Regions from separate parts of the Mus musculus genome. Here all the other regions are linked to region 3. A link is a contact called in public Hi-C and promoter capture Hi-C data. All regions are on one chromosome and are shown on one strand. Each heading gives the region's core, a stretch centred on a gene start, on an enhancer-like site or on the middle of the called end of the contact. The rest is flanking DNA. Distances are from core to core; before and after follow the strand shown. Region 1 overlaps Nod2 (nucleotide-binding oligomerization domain containing 2). Region 2 overlaps Cyld (CYLD lysine 63 deubiquitinase). Region 3 holds the start of Brd7 (bromodomain containing 7).

Region 1 (2,711 bases), core at 170-2,669, 310 kb after region 3:
AGAGCTGCATGGGACCTTAATTGGGAACTTGGAGCCCTGGGTGTTGAAGCTGCTCTCCTGGCTAGTGGGCCAAGCCTTTTTTTTTTCAAGACACAGTTTCTCTGTATAGCCCTGGCTGTCCTGGAACTCACTCTGTAGACCAGGCTGGCCTTGAACTCAGAAATTCGCCTGCCTCTGCCTCCCAAGTGCTGGGATTAAAGGCATGCGCCACCACGCCTGGCAGGGCCACTCCTTTTAAACCACAACCTCAGAAGACCATATATACTGGCCTGGATGACCCTCAGAGCAAGTCATCTCTGGATTTTTATTTTTAAGTGGGGCTTCAGCTAACTCACACTGATCTCAAACTTAAGATCTTTCTGCCTCCCCCCATTCGTACCAGAGTTACAGATACAGTATACCAAGCTCAGCACCCATCCATCCCTGGAATTTTTAAATGGTCCTTTTTTTTTAATGATTAAGAACGTTCATATGATTCTGTGACATGATGGGACCAGAGGTCTGGGAGGCTGTGGGCCTGTCTGTTTTCAGAAAAAGGGAGTCCTGGCCTGGTGTCATGAAAAGTCGCTTGTTGAATTGGAGGTTCCTGGGCTGCAGTAATTCCTGTTCAGTAGGCTTGGGTGGGAAGGGGGTGCCTGGGGGAATTGGGGAAGTTGGGGAGGGTTGGGAACCTGTGTGTTATTCAGACACCAGAAGTCTTGCTCTGTGAGAATCCTGCCCTGCAGAAATCAGCTTCTTTTAGTCCTGAGTGGTTACCATGTGTGGATGTATGTCCCTCAAGGGTCTGTGTGTTGGGAGGTGCAATGTTTAAGAAGGGCGGCACTATCTGTAGGTAATTGGAGGTGTGCACTTGTAAGGGATTATGGGAGCCCAGCTCATTCCTTTAGCGTTTATCCCCTGGCTGGAGATACACGCTGTTTACCCCTTTATCACGATGTGCTGCCTTGACGCAGGTTCCAAAGCAGGAAGGCCAGCAGATAGACTGACATCTCCAGACATGTGTGTCAAAATGGATCTTTTTGCTTTTTAAATTAATCACCTCAGGGATTATGTTAGTAAGAGAAAGCTGAATGCGGCGCTTAAAGCCCTTGACCGAGCTCTACTGTTCTTAACCTTTGTACAACTAAGAGGTTAGCATTTCGTGTGTGTGTGTGTGTGTGTGTGTGTGTGTGTTTGTGTGTGTGTGTGTGTGTGTGTGTGTGCGCGCGTGCGTGCTCTCGCGAGTGCATGTGCATAACACAGCCACATAGAGAGAGGAAAGAAAGCAGAAGGGAAGAAGGGGTCAGCTTTTCTCCCACAGTATGAGTCTGCATCTTCCCCACCCGAAGGGTTTCCATGCCAACTGAAACCCTGGTCTCTAAGAAACCCTACATGCAAAGCACTCCTCTGCAGGCTTCTTTAGACTCTGCTCTCTTTGCCTCTAGGGTGATGGTTTCAGCTTTCTGTTCCCCTCCCAGAGAGAATGCACAGACCCACGGGCGTGCAGAACTGAAACAAGAGCTTTGGGAGATGACTTCCCTCATTAGCTCTGACTCACCCTGCTCTCTTTCAGCTGTCCTATTTCAGCGTTGACATCCTGCTCAGACTTTCAGAATTGTCTGTGGAGCTCACTAATAGGGCAGAAGACCTGCAGCTTGAAAACCACTTCCCTGAGAGCCCTAGAAAAGCCCTCGGGGAGGCTGCACCGTGCTGTGCTTAAGGGCAGGTTGGCAGCCCAGCTGTCCTGGCTCAGCATTGTGCAACCCCAGCAAAGTCACCCCCTTTTGTTTGTGTCTCTCTTGAGGACACATCAGTAGGGCCTACTGTATGGACTTGGGGTGAAATTAATGATACTACTGTTGGGGGGGTACACAGAGCAGTGCCTGGCACAGAAAATGGACTGGTGATTTCAGGTGGCTTTTACCATGTACAGTGCATGGGTAGAGTTTGCTGAGGTGGGCATTTCTTTGTTGCAGGTGCAGGGACCTGGAGATAGCTAGTCTAACTGTTTGAATGAGAAACACCCCGCTCTACACACACACACACACACACACACACACACGCGCGCCAATAGGGGCAGGTATTTGAACACTTGGTCCCCAATTGGCAGTGATGTTTCAGGAGGTTTAGGAGGTACGGCATTGCTGGAGGTGGCTTTTGAGAGTTTAGAGTCTTGTCACATGGAGTTCACTGTCTTTGTGCTTACCGTTGGAGATGTAAGCTCTCATGCTGCTTACCTGCTGCCAATGCCTCCCTGCTAGTGTAGACTCTTACCCTTTTGGGACCATAAGGCAAAACAAAAATCTCGATTCTATTATGTTTTTGTTGCTGTTTGTTTGTTTTGCTTTTGGTTCATAGTGTTTTATCACAGCAATGGAAATCAAACTAGGACAGTTAGTGACTAGCTGATCAAGGTCAGCGCATCCTGCTGAGGGGGACCATTACCTGGGCTGGTAACCACCTATGCAAGGATTACTTACACGTGCCAGTGGAGGGCATCGTGTTTCTGACGTCACTGGGTACCTATCCCCAGGCTACCAGCTCCGGGTTGGGGCTTGAGAAGCTGTAGTTTAGGAAAGCTCTCAGATGACCTTGTGACCCAGGCTCCCTAGCGGAGCTGCAGGGCCTTGCCCATCTTCAGGGCTTTGGTGAGCCAAGGGCAGATCAGCAGTGCTCGTTAACTTAGGCCTGTTTCCAAGGTCTGGGATACTTGTGTCTAGCTAGCTAGTCTC
Region 2 (2,700 bases), core at 146-2,645, 370 kb after region 3:
ATTTCTTTTCACACTTGAAAATGGAACATTTTGGACAAGTAACAAAGTATTTATTTGACAGGTGCTTAATTGACTTAATTTTCTAAGTTCTATCTGAAGGAAGCAATGTTGAAAGTGAATAATAGCATTTTTATAAGCCCAGATAACTAACAGTTAACTAAAGGTTGAAAAAATTTGCACAGGATGTCAAAATGTATTTTAAATGATGACATATTTACATGGAGTGCATATGAATATATACTATCATGGTTTAAAATAATTATTTTCATTTTTTATCTTTTCAGCATTTGGGGGCTATTTAAGTGAAGTAGTAGAAGAAAATACTCCACCTAAAATGGAAAAGGAAGGTTTAGAGATAATGATTGGAAAGAAGAAAGGCATCCAGGGCCATTACAATTCTTGTTACTTAGACTCAACTTTATTCTGGTAAGTACACATTTTCTGCAGTAACTGTAGATAGTGCCTTATTGGGACGTGTGTGTGTGTGTGTGTGTGTGTGTGTGTGTGTGTATCTGAAAGGAGGTGCCTTTGAGTAGAGAAACTGACTGGGAGTTAAGAAAGGTCATAAGATTTGGTCCTTGACAGTTAACAAATTTTATATCTTATTTATATAGATTTTAAAAGCTAGTTCGTGAACAGATGTGATGAAGGCATCTGCTTCCAATGTAGTAGACTGCACTTGAATGAACCAAGTAACTGGCAGTAAACTGTTGGCATTGTATGTGTATACTTTAGTATATCAATGTGATCATGGAAATTCTTTATATTAAAAATTATTTCCCATGGGATCACTGTTGCCATCCTTTGTGTCGACTTTCCTAAAGTGGAGTGAATAATACAGGGAACATTAAACTCTGAAGATTGAACCATGAATCTGTGGCCTTAAGGATTGTGCACTGCAGTTAAACTAAGAGGCTCTGCCAGCTCTGCTCTGTAAACTGTGCACAAGAGCGAGGTGGTTAGCAGGGATGGTAGGATTTCAAAAGCAGAGAACAGAATAAAGGCTGGGGGTCTTTTTGTTGGTGTAATACTTTTGATTAAACAAACCTTGTAGTATTGCTATAATATTCTTTAGATTTCCTGATAAAAATCTGTTTAAGCCAAATGTTATATTCTTTGATACCAGTAAGTTTCTGCTGCTAGTCACTCACAAGTTATTTTATAGAAGCACATGTCTCAGGAGAGCAAGATGTATTTGTCCTAACTAGTGGCCTCCAACTTTTTCCCCATGTTGTCTGTGTGTGAGAGAGAGGGGGAATGAGAGGAGGGGGAGGGAGAGAGGGAGGAAGTGAAGAAGGGGGGAGGGAAGAAGGAAGGACAGAGAGGGCGGGCTGATTTCCAGGCTCTTCTTGACTATGTAAGCAAGCTTTTTTCAAAACATTCTCTTGCATGTCTTTACCCTGTGTTTGTGGTCTGGAACTTCAGGGTCTGTGGGCACACTAATGGCTGAACACAGGCCTCTGCTGTCTTGACACATGAATTCTTATGCATTGCTCTCCTATGCATTGTTCCTCTTTCTCTTCTGACTCCTTTAAGAATTTTCTCAAATATCAATATATTTTTAGCATAAGGAAAATATTCTTTTTGTTTTGTAGCTTATTTGCTTTTAGTTCTGCCCTGGACACTGTGTTACTTAGACCCAAAGAGAAGAATGATATAGAGTATTACAGTGAGACTCAGGAGCTACTGAGGACAGAGATAGTCAATCCTCTGAGAATGTAAGTACAAGATGTGTTTGTCTTCAGTTTGCATTCTGTTTGCTATTTTCTTGTGTAGTAATTCTTGCTGTGTGCTCATATAGTAAAAAAAGATGAATAGAAATTTCATGAAGTATTGACTTTTTAAAACCTTTAGTCTTCTGCTTCTGTTTATTTCAGTGTATGTAATAACTATAGTCTATGAAATGATGTGAATCATTTGGTATCATGTATTACAAGTTAGTAATAACACTGTACTAAAAGCAGATGAGGTGTATTATAGTAATATGGTGTTTGTTTAAAAGAATATTTTTATGTCTTCCTCTACTTCTTTACTAAGGTGAGTTGTAAATGTGCAGAAGATGGGAAGACTTTGGTATGTGATGTTGGTGATGTGTGTTAACATCACAAGATGTTTAAGTGATGAAGAGTTAAGTCATACAATGATCATGAAACTAATAGGTCAGGAAGACAGAGAACAAACTACGCAATTTAAAGGCCAGTTATGATCAATTTGAATTTTGTTATATACTTTTCTTAACAATAAAAATAAAGATTAATTTAATATATTTAAAAATAACAAAGTATGTAAATTAAAGGAATATTCTAGATGTCCTACTGTGTCACATAACTAAGAAAGTAAAAGAATAAATTTCTCTATTTAGATACTTGTTTTCCCTAAATTCTGTAATCATTTTACCCTTTAAAATAAATATGTGCTTTGATTTTCACATTAATTATTTTGTCTTATGCAAATTTTAACCACTCAGATTTTTCTTTCACTATATAAATGGTACTACCAGCAGAGGTCAAATCAATAACAAGGTGTATTATTATAGCCTTCCTTCTTTTTAAAACACTGTAAGCCTTTCTGTAATAGGCTTAATATTCTTCGCATCATATTTGTTCAAGCAGTCCGGAATTGTAGTTAGCATACTTTGTCACTCACTCTATGCCAGGAGATTGTCAGATGGCCTGTGAGGTCAGGATGTGTCTTGCCGAA
Region 3 (2,833 bases), core at 76-2,575:
TACTAACGCATTTTAGTAAGCACTTGAGGGCAGGCAGCTAACATTTTGGAAGGGCAGAATTCTAGGGCAATTCCAGATATGGGTGGACTCACCTTTGAGAAGAAAGTTAACCCGCACTATTCAACCTACCTGGCAAATCAAGACATTAGCTACTTACTCTTTTCTAGTTAATGAAAACGGTTGCTTATTTTGTATTAAGCAGCACAGGTTGGCCGCAGTCTCCTGCGCGCTGAGATCACAGGCACGTGCCATCACGCCGCGCCAGCTCCATTTGTCATTAAAATAACTTATTTCAGGAGAACACTTGGGACACCTGTAGATCGCCTTCACTTCTGAAGAACAGCTACGTTTGACAAACCTCCCAGGCTTTCCGGTGAGTGACTTCTCACCCTTCCAAGACAATTATAAAAAAAACAGCCTTTGAAGGAGTCACGGAAGACCAGGACTCGGCTGCTTACAGGATGTGTGGGGACAGCACGGGTGCTCGAGAGGACACTTGGGACAAGACTTGCTGAGCGCCCAGGTGACCCAGGCTTCTGGTCTGTCTCACTCCTCCACAAAGCCAGACTTCCCAGACGTCTGGGTGTCGCACTGGAACAGGCTAAGGAGGCTGGGAACTGGAGCCCGGGGCCATAAGCAACAAAGCCCCCTTTACCTTGACTCTTCTCCGTTTTCTCCCCTTCTCTTCCCCCGGAGCCTGCTTCTCGCCTTTCTTCCTCTTTTTCCGTTTTCTGTCCTTGTGTTTGTCATGGTCGCTTCTGTCTTCGAAGAGGCTGGAGTCGTGCCCGGAGCTGCCCGTGGAGAGCTCGGTGACCTCGCTCCCCCCGACTTTGAGGACCAGCTTCAGGGGCTTCTCCACGTACTCTGAAACAAGAGCAGGACGCGGGGCTGAGCCGGGGCCGGCCGAGGGCGGGCGCCCCACCTCCCAGCGCCCCACGAACCCCCGCCGGGACCGGCAGGCCCGAGTCGAACGCCGCCCCGCCGGGGGCGATCTCCGCGGGTCGGGGCCTTGCGGGCAGGGGACGGCGCGGCTCCGCAGGCAGGCCAGCCGCTCCTCACCCTCGTAGAAGTGGCGGTCCGACTTGTGCTTCTTGTGCTTCTTGCCCATGTCCGACCGGGCCCCAGAGCCCGCCCCCCGCGCCAGGCCCAGGCCGTGCGGCGCCGCTTCCGGTCCGGGCCAGGCGAGCGGAGGGCGGGAGCGGGGCCCGCGAGAGCCCGCGCCGCGAGGCAGGGGGACGGCACGCGCCCGGCGGCGCGAGGTCCCTCACGAGAAAAAAAAAAAACCACGCGCGGGACGCGACCGAAGCGCGACACCAGTGGCGAGAGGGCGAGAGGCCGGCAAACCAGCGGGAAAGAGAGGCCGCCGAGCGGACGGGATGCGGTCTGCGGCGCGTGGCGGCCCCTGGCGGCCGGAGGCGGCGCTGCAGCCTGTGGTGGAGGGCGGGGCTGCGGCTGGGGGGCGGGCTCAGAGGCGGGGCCTGTCTTGACTTTCTTTTTCCATCCCCGACGCTCTTCCCTGCTTTCCTGAATCCTTTTAACTTTCCTTGGCTTTTGTTTCTTGTCTTTAGCAATATTATTGAACTCCATCTGTACAGGATCGGGCAGACCCAAGAATATGGGTCCTGCCAAGCCTAACGATCTCCGTTCGCTCTCCAGGTTCCACATGAAGGAGAGAATCGACTCCTGAAAGTTGTCCTCTAATGTTTACATTTATATATATTCTTGCACAAATAAATAAATGCATACAGAAAAAAACCAAAACAAAACAAAAACAAAGGCTTGTTCATGATAGAATAAAGCCTCCAAGATGTTAACTAAATGAAACGCACCAAGTGTGCAGCAGTGTTGTTCAAAAGTGAGACCGGAAGTGAAGGTGTGGTCTGGATTCAAAGGCTGGAAACAGTACTGCTTACTTTATTTCAGGTGACCAGGACGGTATAGGGGTGGATTCTTTTACTTTTATGCTTTTCTTTGTGGTTTAAAAAACAATTTATATGCTAAAGTAACTGGAAAGAAAAGGAAGCTAAGGGTCTAGAAATTAGCTAGAACTTGCCTCCGAAAAGGTGGTGGGGTTGCAGCTATTGGCTCCCCAGGGAGGCACAGGCTGCCTGCTGTTTTGTCTGCTTCTCACCCCCATCAGTGCCGTTCCTGTTCTCTTATCTCTGGATGCCCAGCCCTTCTGGGCAGTGGCTCACTGACAATTTTGTCTACTGGCACTTACCCAGATGGGCCACGTTAAGATCTGCTTGTGCTGGGTGTGATGGTGCATGCATGCATGGCTGTGCTGGCCTATCCCGGCCCTCAGGTTGAGGCAGGAGGACTGAATCCCAGACTAGCCAGGGCTACATAGTAACATGCTATCTAAAAATAGAGCTCACTGTTGCATGTGCAGAGATGTCTAGGGAAATAAAGTGCACGCTCTCTCTCTCTCTCTCTGTGTGTGTGTGTGTGAGACAACTTTACAAAATAGCAAGAGCAGGTAATATTCATATTCCCATTTTATAGAGGAGGAAATGGATGCCCAAAGAAATAAGATAGGGGTCAGATGTAGAATCAGTATTCAAATCCAGGCTTGAACTGGAGTCACAATCCTTTTCATTAGTTAGTACACACAGTGCAAAGTGTCTTTACTGCACTTTTAGCCTTCTAGTGGCCTATACATTTTATAAAAATCTCATTTTTTCCTCAAGAAAGAATCTAACCGATCCTTTCTACTGTACTCAGAAGTGGACTTGAGAGTGGAGAGAAGATGCAGGAGTTAAGAACACTTGCTGCTCTTCCAGAAGACCTGGGTTCGGTTCCCAGTACTTACCCCCATCCACCAGCTCACAGC

What was found. Promoter capture Hi-C pulls out the DNA fragments that hold promoters and counts their contacts. Hi-C and Micro-C count contacts between places; a contact is called where the count stands out from the background.
Region 1: a Hi-C map of B cells shows a contact between it and region 3, with 15 read pairs. The contact joins the enhancer-like site here to the promoter of Brd7 in region 3. A contact is called at or near these places in 6 of 39 promoter capture datasets (the C10 cell line, the HPC-7 cell line, cranial neural crest and 3 more), 1 of 484 Hi-C or Micro-C datasets (B cells) and 6 of 115 datasets of contacts at active chromatin or transcription factors (the 230-238 cell line, embryonic basal ganglia, embryonic forebrain and 3 more).
Region 2: a contact with region 3 is called in a promoter capture Hi-C map of the HPC-7 cell line. The contact joins the enhancer-like site here to the promoter of Brd7 in region 3. A contact is called at or near these places in 20 of 39 promoter capture datasets (the 3T3-L1 cell line, 3T3-L1-derived adipocytes, the C10 cell line and 13 more), 1 of 15 datasets of contacts at CTCF or cohesin (large pre-B cells), 20 of 484 Hi-C or Micro-C datasets (the 63-12 cell line, B cells, CD8 T cells and 14 more), 13 of 115 datasets of contacts at active chromatin or transcription factors (the 230-238 cell line, the SCID.adh cell line, bone marrow-derived dendritic cells and 8 more) and 3 of 9 other capture datasets (adipose tissue, embryonic stem cells and liver).

The regions. Positions count from the first base shown.
Region 1 is chr8:88,667,307-88,670,017 of GRCm38.p6, forward strand. All of the region lies in intron 4 of Nod2 (nucleotide-binding oligomerization domain containing 2), which reads left to right. Among named protein-coding and RNA genes, the nearest start is that of Nod2, 21 kb to the left of the region's middle. Within about 2 kb of position 1,420, at least 171 of the 459 cell types and tissues checked have an H3K27ac peak or open chromatin away from gene starts, as enhancers often do. A contact at or near this core is called in the 230-238 cell line, B cells, the HPC-7 cell line and 3 more, where this site is marked.
Region 2 is chr8:88,731,391-88,734,090 of GRCm38.p6, forward strand. Cyld (CYLD lysine 63 deubiquitinase) reads left to right here. Exons shown (of 17, transcript NM_173369.3): 9 at 285-426; 10 at 1,596-1,718. Among named protein-coding and RNA genes, the nearest start is that of Cyld, 36 kb to the left of the region's middle. Within about 2 kb of position 1,396, at least 1 of the 459 cell types and tissues checked has an H3K27ac peak or open chromatin away from gene starts, as enhancers often do. A contact at or near this core is called in the HPC-7 cell line, where this site is marked.
Region 3 is chr8:88,360,847-88,363,679 of GRCm38.p6, forward strand. Brd7 (bromodomain containing 7) reads right to left here and starts at 1,326. Exons shown (of 17, transcript NM_012047.3): 1 at 1,060-1,326; 2 at 656-864. The coding sequence starts at 1,108.